2 separate regions of the Gasterosteus aculeatus genome follow, and region 1 is linked to region 2. The links are chromatin contacts, called in public Hi-C maps. All regions are on one chromosome and are shown on one strand. The core of a region is the stretch at or near the end of the contact, and the rest is flanking DNA. Distances in the headings are between cores, read along the strand shown. Region 1 holds the start of LOC120820037 (retinol-binding protein 2). Region 2 overlaps LOC120827251 (SPRY domain-containing SOCS box protein 4-like).

Region 1 (6,933 bases), core at 3,692-6,191, 160 kb before region 2:
TCCGTGGGGTGCAGGTCCGCGCTCTTCACCCGGTCCGACCGGGCGCTCAGCTTCCGCTTGATGTCCAGCCGCAGAGGCTTAAAACACAAAGAGTCAGTGCATCAGGGGGATGTTCGGCCACAGTACTGTGAGGGGGGGGGGGGGGACTGGAACAACCCATTCCACATTTCATATGCATGACTGCCTGATAGTTTCTGGCTCACCAGCAGCGTACTTTTGATCTAGATGCTATGCTATTGCTATTTTTCTTCTTCTCACTATGTTCATCACTAAACAAAATCCCCCCAAAACCTGTTTTGTGTGCTTCAGAAGTGTTCCCATTAACTTATTTAAAAACATCGTCATACTACAACATTACAACGTCATGCAACACGGAAATAAAGTTTTTCTCTTTTTTTTTTTTTTTTTGCTGCTTTTTTAAAACTTAGTTGATGTTCGATCGTTAACATTTTGTCGAGTAGTTTAGTTGAAGTTGTCGCGGTGTGTACCGGTGTGTTTTGAATGATTGACGTAATGAGCTTTGCGGGGAGTTATTGAACGCAGCACGGTTCAGCGTCCCGTACCACCACAACAACAAAAACAACAACACTAACAGAGACAACAACAACAACACGAAGACAAAGTCGTTCCCTCGTTTCCTCCTACCATGGTTGCACGTCGGTGTCAGCGGGGCTGTACAGTAACACGACCGGCCTCCCTGTTGCCCTCGTCGGGCTTCCACTGAGCGACTCTGCGGGGGAAGTTTTGTGAGCCGCGACAGCGAGAATAAAAGGCACCGCTTCCGGTGTTTAGTTTCACAATAAAGCTCCAGGCTGCAAGAGGATTGTCCGACAAACGCAACGAACGAGGGAAACAATGTCGAAGGGGAAAATAAAAGTTTTTTCTTTTTAATGTAGGCTATGTTTCTGCTGTACGCGTCTTTTTTGGAGTGCTGTTTTATTTGTTTTTTAATCAGTACTTTGTTCCTGCGTAAAAAATAAAAAGCGGCATGGGAAAACGTTTTATTTTGGAGACAATACGCCCCGTTTCCGGTTGAAATCGCCGGTTCGCTGTCTAACTTGCGCGCGGCTCCGTTTGGCGACGTGGATCCTCTCGGTGCTCGAGCCTCGCTTCCGGTCTGCGCAGCACGACATCCGGCGGAGGAGCGGAACACGTCGTAACCGAAAGCTGCTGCTGCACCTCGAGGAGCAATTGTTCTACTTTGGACTCTAAATCTCTGGTTTCCTCCAAGGCCGAAGATGCAAATCTCTCAGAGAACTTGGGAGTTGAAATGAAATGAACTTAGTGCCACGTTGTCGTCGTACTTTATTCCGACGTGATACTGTTATGGACAAATCATGTTAACATAGACAAAATAATTGTCAGAATGAATATTGAGGACGATCAGGCAAACCTCGCCACGTCAAACGGCTTCGCGGTTTGGAGCAGAAGGTCGCGGCGTGTCAATCAAGGCTCCTCAGGCTCCAGTAGGCCTCCGTACTACTGCCTGCAGTTAAAGAACTGCTGCTACTGGGCGATTGTATCTCCGAATCGTTGCGAGATGGTAGTTTTTAGAGGTGAATACCCTCTAGAATTTGCATTTTTGAGCCTTAGTTGAAGAACTTAAGAGAACTTCACCGGCACGTCATCAGTGAGCGGTCGGCCAGTTTAACACTACGCGCTCTCACCCGAGGATGATCACTTCCCCGGCGTGTGTCTGAAATAGGAGCAGTCCAGCTCACCAATGGCTTTGAAGTTGAGTCCTAGTTTAGAGATAAGCGCGAGTGCAAGTCAACCGCAAAGCCTAGTTTAACTTTCAGCACTACATAATGTCTTTATAATATGTGTCAAGAGTAATAGAAGTTGGAAATGTAAAAAAAAGTTTTTATATATACAGGGTTTGTACGGTCATGGAAAACCTGGAAAAGTCATGGAATTTTGAATGCTCATTTCCAGGCCTGGAAAAGTCATGGAAAAAAATAAAAAGTCATGGAAATGTGTAATATTCATATTTTTGTCGTTCATTTACGCTGAATTTCAAATCATTTAACTAGCCATGCGAAGGGGAGCCGACATCGGAGCGCTGCTGCTAGCGGAGCGGCAGTGACCCCTATCCCCTAAACCTCCGTCCATTTCGCTACAGCGGCTACGGCAAGTGCTACGCCGAGTGCGCCGCTTGCTTCGGCCAACAAGCAGACGACGTTAAACGATGGCGCGGTTACGAAAAATGACATTCTCACCGCGGAGGTAATGTGGGCACTGAAGGTTGCCAATTCGCATTTTTCTTTTAAGTCATCCGAAGATGTCAGTCAGCTCTTTCGCCGGATGTTCCCTCATAGCCAGATCGCGGCGCAATTTGCTTGTGGCGAAAGCAAATGCTCCTATCTCTGCTCGTTTGGGCTCGCGCCCCACTCCAAGAGTCTAACGTTGTCCAGCGTGTTGACTCAAAGGGCCTATGTCATTTTATTTACAATCCTCATTGTTAGTTTGAACACTACATTTTCTCAATTTTTCATGTGTATATACCGAAATTTCACTAAATATTTGGTCATGGAATTTGGTTTAAAGTCATGGAAAAGTCATGGAAATTCATTGGTCAAAATGTGTAAGAACCCTGTATATATAGGCAATGAAATTGAAATATTCAACCCAAAAATGTACACTTTATTTTGAATACATTGCATTTTTCAATGTTCAAGACGACCATTTGTTTTTCAAGTGATCGACATTTTTGATTTGGCTCCATAAAAATGTGTAATGTAAACCTCTTATGATCATTTGATCATCGTCACTCTAAGAAAACTCTATATAGTAAAAGGTTTGGACATTAAATTGAACAAAACCTTTCACTGGTACTACATGAATTTAATTTGTTTTTCTCCCAAAATTCTACACACACCACAACCACCGATGCAGCCTGAGTGGTCCTGCGAAGAAGAACGGGACTACAAAACAACAATTGGGATCCCCCAGTCAGAGCCGGGAAAGGGAGGTTTGGGTTCCCCTGTTGCCCCCCGCGACCCGACCAAGCGGCTGGAGATGGATGGATGGATGGAAAACAACAATGGTGTTCAATCCATTTATTACAGGTCTCCGCTATCACATTATAAACAGGCAGTCGTTGGCAGATGAGGGTCTCCTTGGTCTCATTGGGCCTTCTTGAACACTTGGCGGCAGACTTTGTCGAGCACGGTGATTTCCTGAGGGAGAGAGAGAAGAGATGAAGACCTTTAGACCGGCGAGCCCAACGTCAGCAAACAAGCGTCCTTCTTACACAATCCGGGCTGAGCTCACATCTGTTCGCTCCAGATAGCGACACATTCTCTTGTTTATTGTTCCTGCGATAGTCTGATGTAATTATCGATGGTTGGGAAGTACTCCAGTACATCCAATATCTTTGTGAATCTTTGTGGCTGCGTACTGGAGTGACTGAATTTGGATCTGATTTCCCGTCAAACACCATCGGATCATTGCCCCCCCTTCCTCGTCCCTCGGTTCTCTCACCACGTGTAGCAGGTCTCCAACGATCCACTGCTTCCAGCCACGATTCTCCTTCTCGCCCTTCTGGACACACACCAGCTGGTCCCCGTCCCAGGTGACCAGCGTCTTGACGGCAGCACACAAACACTTTTGATGCTTGTTCACTCGAGAGGAAAAAAAAAAAAAACGAGAATAACTGCGGACACAAGAAAAACACCCACCATGACCTTCCGGTTGTCCAGGGCCTTCGTCTGCTCCTCAAACTCCTGCCCCACGGTGAAGTCCACCTCGTAGTTCCGGAAGGTGCTCAGGGTCTTTGTTTCGAACCTGTCTCCGTTCTGGACGATGACTTTGGTCTGGTGCAGGTGGCAGGCGATCTTCCTGGTGGCAAAGTCGATGTCTGCAAAGCGCCAAACGGACGGTGGTCAGAGGAAACGGGGGGATTATTTTGTTTCCCGCATACGCGGCGGCGCCCGCGGGGCCGCTTGTTGTGCTCCTTCCCCCGCTGGTCCTTCTCGACAGTCTCAGTCGCCCTTTAAAAAATGACCTCGCTCCGAGTCAAACGGGTTCCCCCGCGCCGGCCCTTTAAGAGCCACCCCGGCCGCTCAGATATTCATATCCCATTTGCCTTAACCTGAAAATTCAATTTCCTCCTATCGCTCTTACAGATGAGGCCCCCGTATTTACCCATCTAAATAATGTTTTTGACCCATTTCCATAAGGATGTCATTTTCCAATCCGCTCGATGGAAATGAGGAGGGAGGTTTTCGGGCTCTCCGTGTGAGCCGAGTGCACCGGGGCTGTTTTATGAATTGCAGATTGAGTCGTGAATAATGAAAGTGTTCCCGGGGCCCCCTCCATCATCGGCGCGTCACAATGGAGGAGCGCCTGTCAATCGTCCCTCTCCCGCTCCCTTCCTCTTATTTTATTTTATCTTTCTAACGACGACCTGGCCCGCTGCCTGATTCCGGGGGGGGTCGGGATCCGTCTTCCTTTTCCCGCGGATCAGGAGGATGAAATGCGGAAAGCAGTGAATCAATACTTATTTGGCGCCATAACAGACGGCAGCCGCTCTTGGGAGGGGGGGGGGGAGGTTAACTCGGCCCGACAGCAGTTCGATGAGGAAATGAAAGCGGTGCCACAGAATTCCTCGTCCCCTTCTCTCTCTCTCTCTCGCTCCAAACGTTCTGCTCGGCCCTCCTGCCTAAACGCAGCCTCCCAATTGACCCCTGATTTGAGGCTTACAAACCGCCGTCTCTTTGCATTACCGTGCTGCGCGGGGGGGGGGGGGGGGGGGGGGCAACTCACCGAGGGCCTTCATGACGTCCTCGAAGTTCTCGCTGCTCACCATCTCCCAGCGTCCGTTATAGTCGGCGGGCATTTTCGTTTAGTGGTTTTGAGGTGGAAGCTTTCACTGTAAGAGGCCGCTCATGCTCAACCCTTTATATACGCTGCAGTTTGTGTGTGTGTGTGTGTGTGTGTGCCAAAGGACAGGGTCCGCCTGATAATCTTACTCAGAATAGTGCGCGTGTGTGTGTGTGTGTGTGTGTGTGTGTGTGCGTGTGTGTGTTTGTACGATAACGATTCCAGGCTTCATGTACTTCCCATATTACGCTCTCGGATGCACTCAGAGAGTCTTCCTCTCACAATCTCCCATTTCCTCCCGTCCGGCCTTCAGCGATCACTCTCTGCGATGGAGGGAGGATGGAGAGGAAGGTGGGGGGGGTGACAGCTGATTACCAGCTGATAACAGAACACCTCGGTTCATTCCTTCAGATTTCTGTCTGAGGGGGGTGGGGGGGTGGGGGGCTGATGTTTTTTTTGACGAGTTTACTATAATTTACTTCATTACTCATGTTCCGGAAATGAGTTGTAATGCGTCGATCGATGCAGTCTTCTTTCAAAGAAAATCACAAAAGTGCAGCTGCAGTGCTCGTACTGACCCGCTTGACCTTGAGGAGGCATGTGGTGGCATGTGGAGGGTCAAAGGTGAGGTGCGCCGAGTGTGTTATGTTTTATCGGAGCTGATAAGATGCGCTGATTCGCAGAAAGTTATCTCTTATTTGCAGCCAATGGCCGTATTGCACCCTTCGGCCGTAATGTAGTAATGTATTAATGTATTGAATAATTCCAAGTACGCTAATAACTATTTTTATATTAACAGCAGAGGGAAGGGGTCATTTAAAGAGCTTGTTTTCAGCCGCAGATAGATCTACTCAAGCCAATTAATGAGACAAAAAAACAAAACAAGATGGCGACCAGTGCTGTGGTGGGAAAATTAGAGGTGGGAAAACTCTGAATTTTGTGATCAAACAGACCTCGACGCGATGCGAAGCAACGCAACACAAAGCGTCGCGACTCTGTAAGGCTGTCCTGGCTGTATTGCATTATGTTATCAGTAAAAGTCATATACAATCAATGGCAATGAATAAATGTGTTAGTAGTTTGTAGTTTATTCAATTTAAGAAAACAGTAAAGAAAAGTATGTCAACACAACACAATTGCAGATTAAGAACTATCTACATGCAGTCTCCTTTTTACAGTACTTTTACTGACTTGTTTTCAAATAATCTATGTTCACAGTGTGTTTCGCTTACAGGCTACTCTACACCTTTCATGACGTCAAATAATTGATTAAGCTTATAGGCCCATTCAGTGAAGCAACAGCTTTGCTCCCCGCTCACGTTTTCTATGCGACAGCAGGACATGATGCTCATCGTGAAAGTAAACAACTAATATATTTGACCTTGACCGCGAAATTTGAAGATTCTATAGCTAAACTAAAACATTTCACTTAGCATTTCTCTCAGCTATGTCTAACTGTCTTGCACAGAATCTGTCGACAATTTTTCAATGAATTAGCCTAATCTGCAGGAATACGCGTGAGGATAATTACTCATTTTATTAGGTCTATTTATTAGCCCTGATGGCGACAGCAGCTTCAAAAAGTCACTGGTGATCAGGAAGTGGAAGTAACGAATTACAAATACTCACTTTACTGTAATTAAGTAGAATTTTTGGGTACCTGTACTTTACTTGAGTATTTTCTTCAAGTGTGTAATTTTACCCATACTCGAGTACAATTTACACCATGTAATCTACTTTTACAATCAAAAGTTGCTATTGAGTACGTCCACAATTTAAAATAATATTCAAACCGTCAGATTTTTTTTTTTTTTCAATGCAAATCCTTATTGGCTGTCAGATTATAGGATGTAATATAAGCAAAGGCCAACTCGCTGCTGCAGCGGGCAAATGTAAAATACACAGCGGTGTAAAATGCGGACTGAGAATTTGAGAAAGAAGCCAAAATGGAGACAGAAGTGACCACGGAAAATAATGAAGAAAAGAACGTCCCACCGTCCATCCACTGTCCTACAGGTCGAGACCCCTTAGAGCGTTTCTCTCTTGCACGTGTTTTGCCGTTTGCACGCGTTTGCATGTGTCGCCCACCGTAAAATTGCCTGTCATTTT
Region 2 (6,128 bases), core at 983-3,482:
AGTCTTTAGTGAAATGTAGTTCTTTAAATCTCATTTTGTCGATTGAACCCTGCTATGTATGTTCAGTTTAATGTCACGTGTTCCACGGGGAGATTTATAAACGTTTATTTAAGAAAACTGAGTTGCAAGAGTAAAGAAACAGACTATTTTTTGGTTTGTATACTTCATGTTATTTATCAGCCTACGAGGCGCAGCCAGGGGATTTTTCAGAAATAGCATATTTTCAATGGTAATCAAAAAAAAAAAAAGAAAAACATTTATCGGTGTCGTCATGGTGATATAGCCCGGGGGTCCGGGGTGTTTTTTTTTGTTGGGTGGGGGGGTAAACAGGAGTCTCCTTGTACATTTTTATACGCTCCTTGTAAATATTGAGTATAGTAGGTCACCCCACTCCCTGACACCACCTTCTCCACCCTGAAAGCGTCCTCTCCACCTGTACACAGCACACACGCCCCCCTTCACCATGTTTGTATGTTTTGGTGGGGGGGCAGTTTCTCTCCCGGTGTTCAGGTCATCCCGGCCGGTGAGGGTGGAGGTGCCACCGCCCGTGTGAGACGTCTCAGACCTCGTTAATGCTGCATGGAAGGGGGGCAAATCAATCAATCAATCAATCACAATAACCTTATTTTAACTCAAATTATTCTAGTTTTATTTTTACTGAAATTGTTTAAATGTTATTTATTATTAATGTTAGTTTTATTTTTTTAAAGAATCCTTTATATCAAAGATTTAATCTAATAGAAGACTTTAAGGTCTAAAACATAAAGCCTCTATTTATTTCTATCACATCAATATAAAGTATAATAACTACAACTTCTGTCCCCGAGTGAAGTGCAGCATCAATGGACACGTAGATCCAAAGTAACGTGGCGGCACTTGAACCCTCTTCGTCCGCTGTCCCACAGGCCGAGACTTCACATCAGAAGGGCATTCCCCTCTGGCACCCTGGGGGGCTCTGACGTGGTGTAGCCGCTGGGAGAACCTCCTCTGTGTGTGTGTGTGTCTTCATGTCAGGATCTCGTGTGTTGTTTAAGAGTTTCACCTGTTCTTGTGACATCACCCCCCCCCCCATCCTCCCTCCCCTGGTGGATTTTGCATCAGCCCTTCTGTTGTCCTGACGTTGGTTCTAGAAGAGGGGGACGATGAGATTAACTTGGAGACCTTGTGAAATGTGTAAAAGTTCTTTTTTTCTCTGGACTCTTTGGTCGGCTTTTCTTTGGAATGGTCACTGCAGCACTTTCTGTAAATCGGCCAATAAAAACTTGTTTTGGAATCTAGCTGTGGCTCGTGTGTGCGTGTGTACGAATCAGGCTGCATATGAATTGGTTTTATTAGACTCTCCTGTTCTTACATCTTTCAATAAAAAGGGAATAAAAAGGGCGAGGAGAAGCTCTTTGCAGCTAAACCAAAAGTCAGACGTTTCCTTTTAATTTATAGCATGTGATTAATTATTTCTGCAGTTGGTTCAACCGCTGCAAAAACCCTATTATTTTGTATATTCCCTATAGCATGTGATAAGAAATACATATAAGATAATATGGTATATGTCAAAAATCATTTATAGTAGTATTTTTAAAAACAGACAATAGTAATTGTCAATAATGTACAAATGAAGAATCATACGATAGTATGTTGAAAAAATGAATACTTTATTTTGTCTAAAAAACACATCAACTCTGGAAACACGAAGGAGATTATGAACCCATAATGAATAGTTTGTCTCCATCTAGCGGACATTGGAAACACTGCACACAGGGGGGGGGGGGGGGGGCACCGTCACCTCCACCCTCGACTCGCAGAAATAGACCGCGGGATCCCGAGCGGATCCACCTTTGATACAGTGAATACTGGATTATTAGTCTGAAGTTATTCAAACACATGAGACACAACTAGAGTGCGTTTATTCCTTCACAATTTGAATGCATTGAGCCTCTACGGCTCTGACGTCATGCCTCTGCAGCTCTCTGACGTCATGTATTTACCGATGCCTGCGAAGCCTTTCACAAGGACAGGACTGAACAACTAATAATATATTATATATATATTAACCCCCCTATGATCCCACTGCCTCGAGCGGCAGTGACACCTCGAACAGACGTCCGGTCGTCGTCGTCCTCTCACGCGCGAAAGCGGCGCTGTTGTAGTGAGCGCGCGTCGCCACATGGGGGCGGCAGTCACGAGGCAAACGCTTGATCCCCACTCGACCAGCTGATCAACCCCCGAGTCCAGGCCGCGTGTGACGTCACTACGTGCAGACCGGCTCACAGGTGATTGCGTTTCATGCATTTGCGGACCGTCAATTCATGTTATTTCAACAACAGTAATCTGTGTTTAAGGGGAGGGGGGGGGGGGGTTACAGCTGGCTAATCTCGCCTCAACACTGAAAACCACCCAGCATCTGGCGGGAGTGTGAGGGGGGGGCAATAGGATCTCCTTAATATCTCATTTATAATGTATAAAACAACAGCGAGACGGTGACTTCAGCAGAGTTTCTTTATTCACATTTTAAAAATTCTCATGGCGGCACATTGGACTTGTTGTTCTTTACACTTCCGACCGCGAGCCGACGTCCCGCAGACCCACAAACCTCACGAGCCGCGGAATGAAGAAAAGAACGTAAACACTAAAGAAATCTCATGAAACCCCCCAAAAAACCCACACGGGTGTAAAACGGTGGAATAAAAAGATGGAAAGCAGCATTAAAAACTTGATGTGTGTGTGAGGGGAGGGGGGGGGGGCGAGACATACCAGAGGTGTTGACATGTACTCTGTGTGTGTGTGTGTGTGTGTGTGTGTGTGTGTGTGTGTGTGTGTGTGTCTCCGTCTCACAGAGCACAAACACACAACTTCAACCTTCAGATGAATCGTAATCTAACAGTAGCCAGAGAGGCGACACCCCCCCGTTCAAACATGCTGGAGGCTTAAATCAAACCAGCACGTGATGAGGAGCCAGAGATCTGGAGGGGGGGGGGGGGTCTGGTGGAAACCACCTGCTTGTCAACTGAAGACAGCGGAGTGTGTTTGTGTACACATGAAACACTGTGTAATCCACGTGTACACACCAACACAGCCCCCCCCCCCCCCCCCCCCACGTGGCCCGCTGTGTTGTTGGGAATATAAATATAAACACCAACATGGTCTCAGAAGCAGCGCGTGCAGAAAAGACGGCGTCTTCGTTCGTCCCTCGTTTCATTGACCGGCTTTAAAAAAAGAAGAAGAAACAAAACCAGAAGATAAAAACGCGGCGCCCCAGAGGAGACCCCCCGGCCCCTCCCATCGCAGTGTGTGTCTGTGTGTGTGTGTGTGTGTGGTGTGGGGGGGGGGGGGGGGTCACTGGTACTGGAGGTAGTTCTTCAGCGTCTGTGGCAGCGGGAGGCCGTCGATGTGATGGATGCGCTCTCTGCCAAGAGCCAGTCGAGCTACTCGTCTGCACAGGTCCATGAGGGGGAGGGGCTCCGCTGTGGGGGGGGGGGGGGGGGGGGCAGAGAGACACATGAATATTTATTCATCATTTTTAAACAGGCCTGTTCATACGCTCTCCCCCTCCACCTGAACAGCGGCTCACGCAAAGGATCCGTCTGGTCAGCGCGACTTGGCGCCACGTGAAGCAGTGGCGTATACGTTGCCATGGAGACCCGTTCTGTGCATTCGGGGCCGTTCCAGGCCGGGCTAATGGCCGCCGGGCTTTTGGGGGGGGGGTCGAATGTCTTCCCTTCACCTGGTGACGGAGAAGTGCGGTGACACCAAGAATATTTAATCAGCACCTCGGCTGCGTGTTACAAGCAGAGAGAGAAGCAGCACTAACGTGGCAACACAACACACACACACACACACACACACACACACACACAACACCCCCACAAACTGTGGAGGCAAGTGATGTCTGTGTGTCCCAACAGAAACAGACTCTAAACTGCCATACAGCCGTGATGTCAAGCTGCTCCACCTGGAGGCACCATCTGGTGGGGCTGAAATCCTGCTGCTGCCACACACACACGCACACACACACACACACACACACACACACACACGTGCACATGCACCCTCCTGACTGGCTTCTGCCTGTTTGCATAGAGGTTTTATTCATGAGACATCACAGGCTCGCTCGGAGGCTTCATGCTATGATTTATTGATGGCGCCGTCGTTTTGACAAAAGACCCTGAAACTGCTTCATCAATAGTTCACGGCGTCAAACTTTAAAAATCAGCATTAAACCGAAGAAAAGGCCGTTGAAAACGGATCCCGTGGGGTCCGGGGATATTAAAACCACATCAAGGCGGCGGCTCGGTGTTCTGAAACAACATCCGCTTTACTTCCTGTGGAAGGGCATTTCAGAATAAGAGCCTCTAGAAGGGATTTCAGGTTGGCTCAGATCGCTTTGCTAAAATGGGAAACTAAATACATGAGATTACTGATAGTCTGGAAAAAAAAAAAAATCAGCTCACAGCAATTAATCAGTCTTAACCTTACGCATATAGGTAGTTTCCATAGTAACCAGCTCGTCCCGCCATGGGACAACGCCATGGCCCCCCAGCATCGAACGCCCGATTCAGACTTAGAATATGACGTGATGCTTTCAACTAGGGGATCAGAATCCACTGGCAGAGACATCAGGTTCTCTGGTGGAGGGCGTTCATGTTCTGTGGGAGGGGCACGATCCACTAAGCGAGCACGTGTAGTTTATGCACAACACGTACTCCCCGTTTCCTCCGTGTTTTACCCGCCAGCATCATCGCCGCCGACGAGGAGGAAAGAAAAGAGCCAGAAGTAAGAGGATGACAGCCGGCGCCGACAGGATGGAGGGTGGCGCCGTGGCGTTGGCAGAGACGGTTTTCAGTTATTTAACGCCGGCTCGTATCGCCGTCGTACATGGCAGCCCTCCGTCCCTCCCTCAGTCCGTCCCCCATCGTCATCCCTCGTCCCCGTCTCTGCCCTCTCAAGTCTTTGGAGGGTGGGGAAGTGCGGTTAAGGACGCGCCGCTGGACTGCAGAGGCCGTCTGGCTGGCAGTCAGACACTTCATCGAGGGGGGGGGGGGTGTCTGCAGTCACTGAGGTGAGACCACGAATACACGATGGCAACGCACACACAGGCGGGCCGTCTGGCCTAGTTCTAAGAACACAGGTGTGCGTCCTACATATTCAGTGAAGTCCCCAAAGTCATTTCACCGACGGGTCAAAGGGGAGGAAGTGGGGGGGGGGGGGGACGTTATAAAGGGACGGACTGAATTAGATCAATCATGTATAAGATAGGAACTTGGAGGAGGGAAGCGAGACCAGCCGTGGGAGGTCGGGGGCGTCGGGGACTCTGTGTGTGTGTGTGTGTGTGTGTGTGTGTGTGTGTGTGTGTGTGTGTGTGTGTGTGTGTGTGTGTGTGTGTGTGTGTGTGTGTGTGTGTGTGTGTGTGTGTGTGTGTGTGTGTGAGATTGGAACCGCGGGCGTCCAAATGGAACCAGCCACTCGGGAGAGGAAACCAATCACTGAATGAACCGGTGATTCCTTCCCCCCCACCAAAGCAGGACGGCCATCAGTCAGGTCTCCTGCTGCTCGGTGGGGGGGGGGGGGGGGATTGACTGCGTTAATCCGACTGCGCTCAACGCGCACTGTGAGAGGGAAGAGTCATTGATAAGAATATGATCAGAATGATTCTAAATATCCAAAAACCCAAACAACGATTGACCTCTAAAAGGAATCGTTTCATTGGTTCCTATGTGATGTACATTAGCCAATGAGGCGAGCTGAATAAGCCCGCATCCCCTGGACGGGGGAGTGTGAGGGTATCGTGGCAGCAGGGTTCGGGCTCATGAGTTGGCTTAAGTCTGGATTTGCACTTGAGGCCGAGAGGATGGAGATCATGTCGTGGTTTGAAGAGGGACCAGAGAGTCCGGATTCTCCCTGAAAGATGCCGACAGAAAGGAAACAACAATCCATGCAGCTGAGCCACAGACCTTGTCCTCTTCCTCCTCCTCACCGAAATCGCCCACAATGTTAGGTTAGAAATATATAAACAATGTAAAGTTGACCTAACTAGTGACATTACCTGAGGCGATTTCTCAGACTAAGTGCATTCAGCCGTCGGGATGCAAACTCAGAATGGCAAGAAACAAGAAAGTGCAATTTCATCAAATAAG

Evidence for each region. Hi-C and Micro-C count contacts between places; a contact is called where the count stands out from the background.
Region 1: a contact with region 2 is called in a Hi-C map of skeletal muscle, with 3 times the contacts expected there. The contact joins the promoter of LOC120820037 here to the enhancer-like site in region 2. A contact is called at or near these places in 3 of 6 Hi-C or Micro-C datasets (skeletal muscle and whole body).

Annotation. Positions count from the first base shown.
Region 1 is chr1:2,547,783-2,554,715 of fGasAcu3.hap1.1, reverse strand. LOC120820037 (retinol-binding protein 2) reads right to left here and starts at 4,941. Exons shown (of 4, transcript XM_040177662.2): 1 at 4,768-4,941; 2 at 3,681-3,859; 3 at 3,484-3,585; 4 at 3,045-3,179. The coding sequence starts at 4,840. The coding sequence ends at 3,126. LOC120828748 (coatomer subunit beta') reads right to left here and starts at 1,114. Exons shown (of 22, transcript XM_078107305.1): 1 at 646-1,114; 2 at 1-77. The coding sequence starts at 648.
Region 2 is chr1:2,387,890-2,394,017 of fGasAcu3.hap1.1, reverse strand. LOC120827251 (SPRY domain-containing SOCS box protein 4-like) reads right to left here. Exons shown (of 3, transcript XM_078107249.1): 3 at 2,480-3,458. The coding sequence ends at 3,331. LOC120828740 (calsyntenin-2) reads left to right here. Exons shown (of 17, transcript XM_078107278.1): 17 at 1-1,277. Among protein-coding and RNA genes, the nearest start is that of LOC120827251, 16 kb to the right of the region's middle. Within about 2 kb of position 2,232, at least 5 of the 9 cell types and tissues checked have open chromatin away from gene starts, as enhancers often do.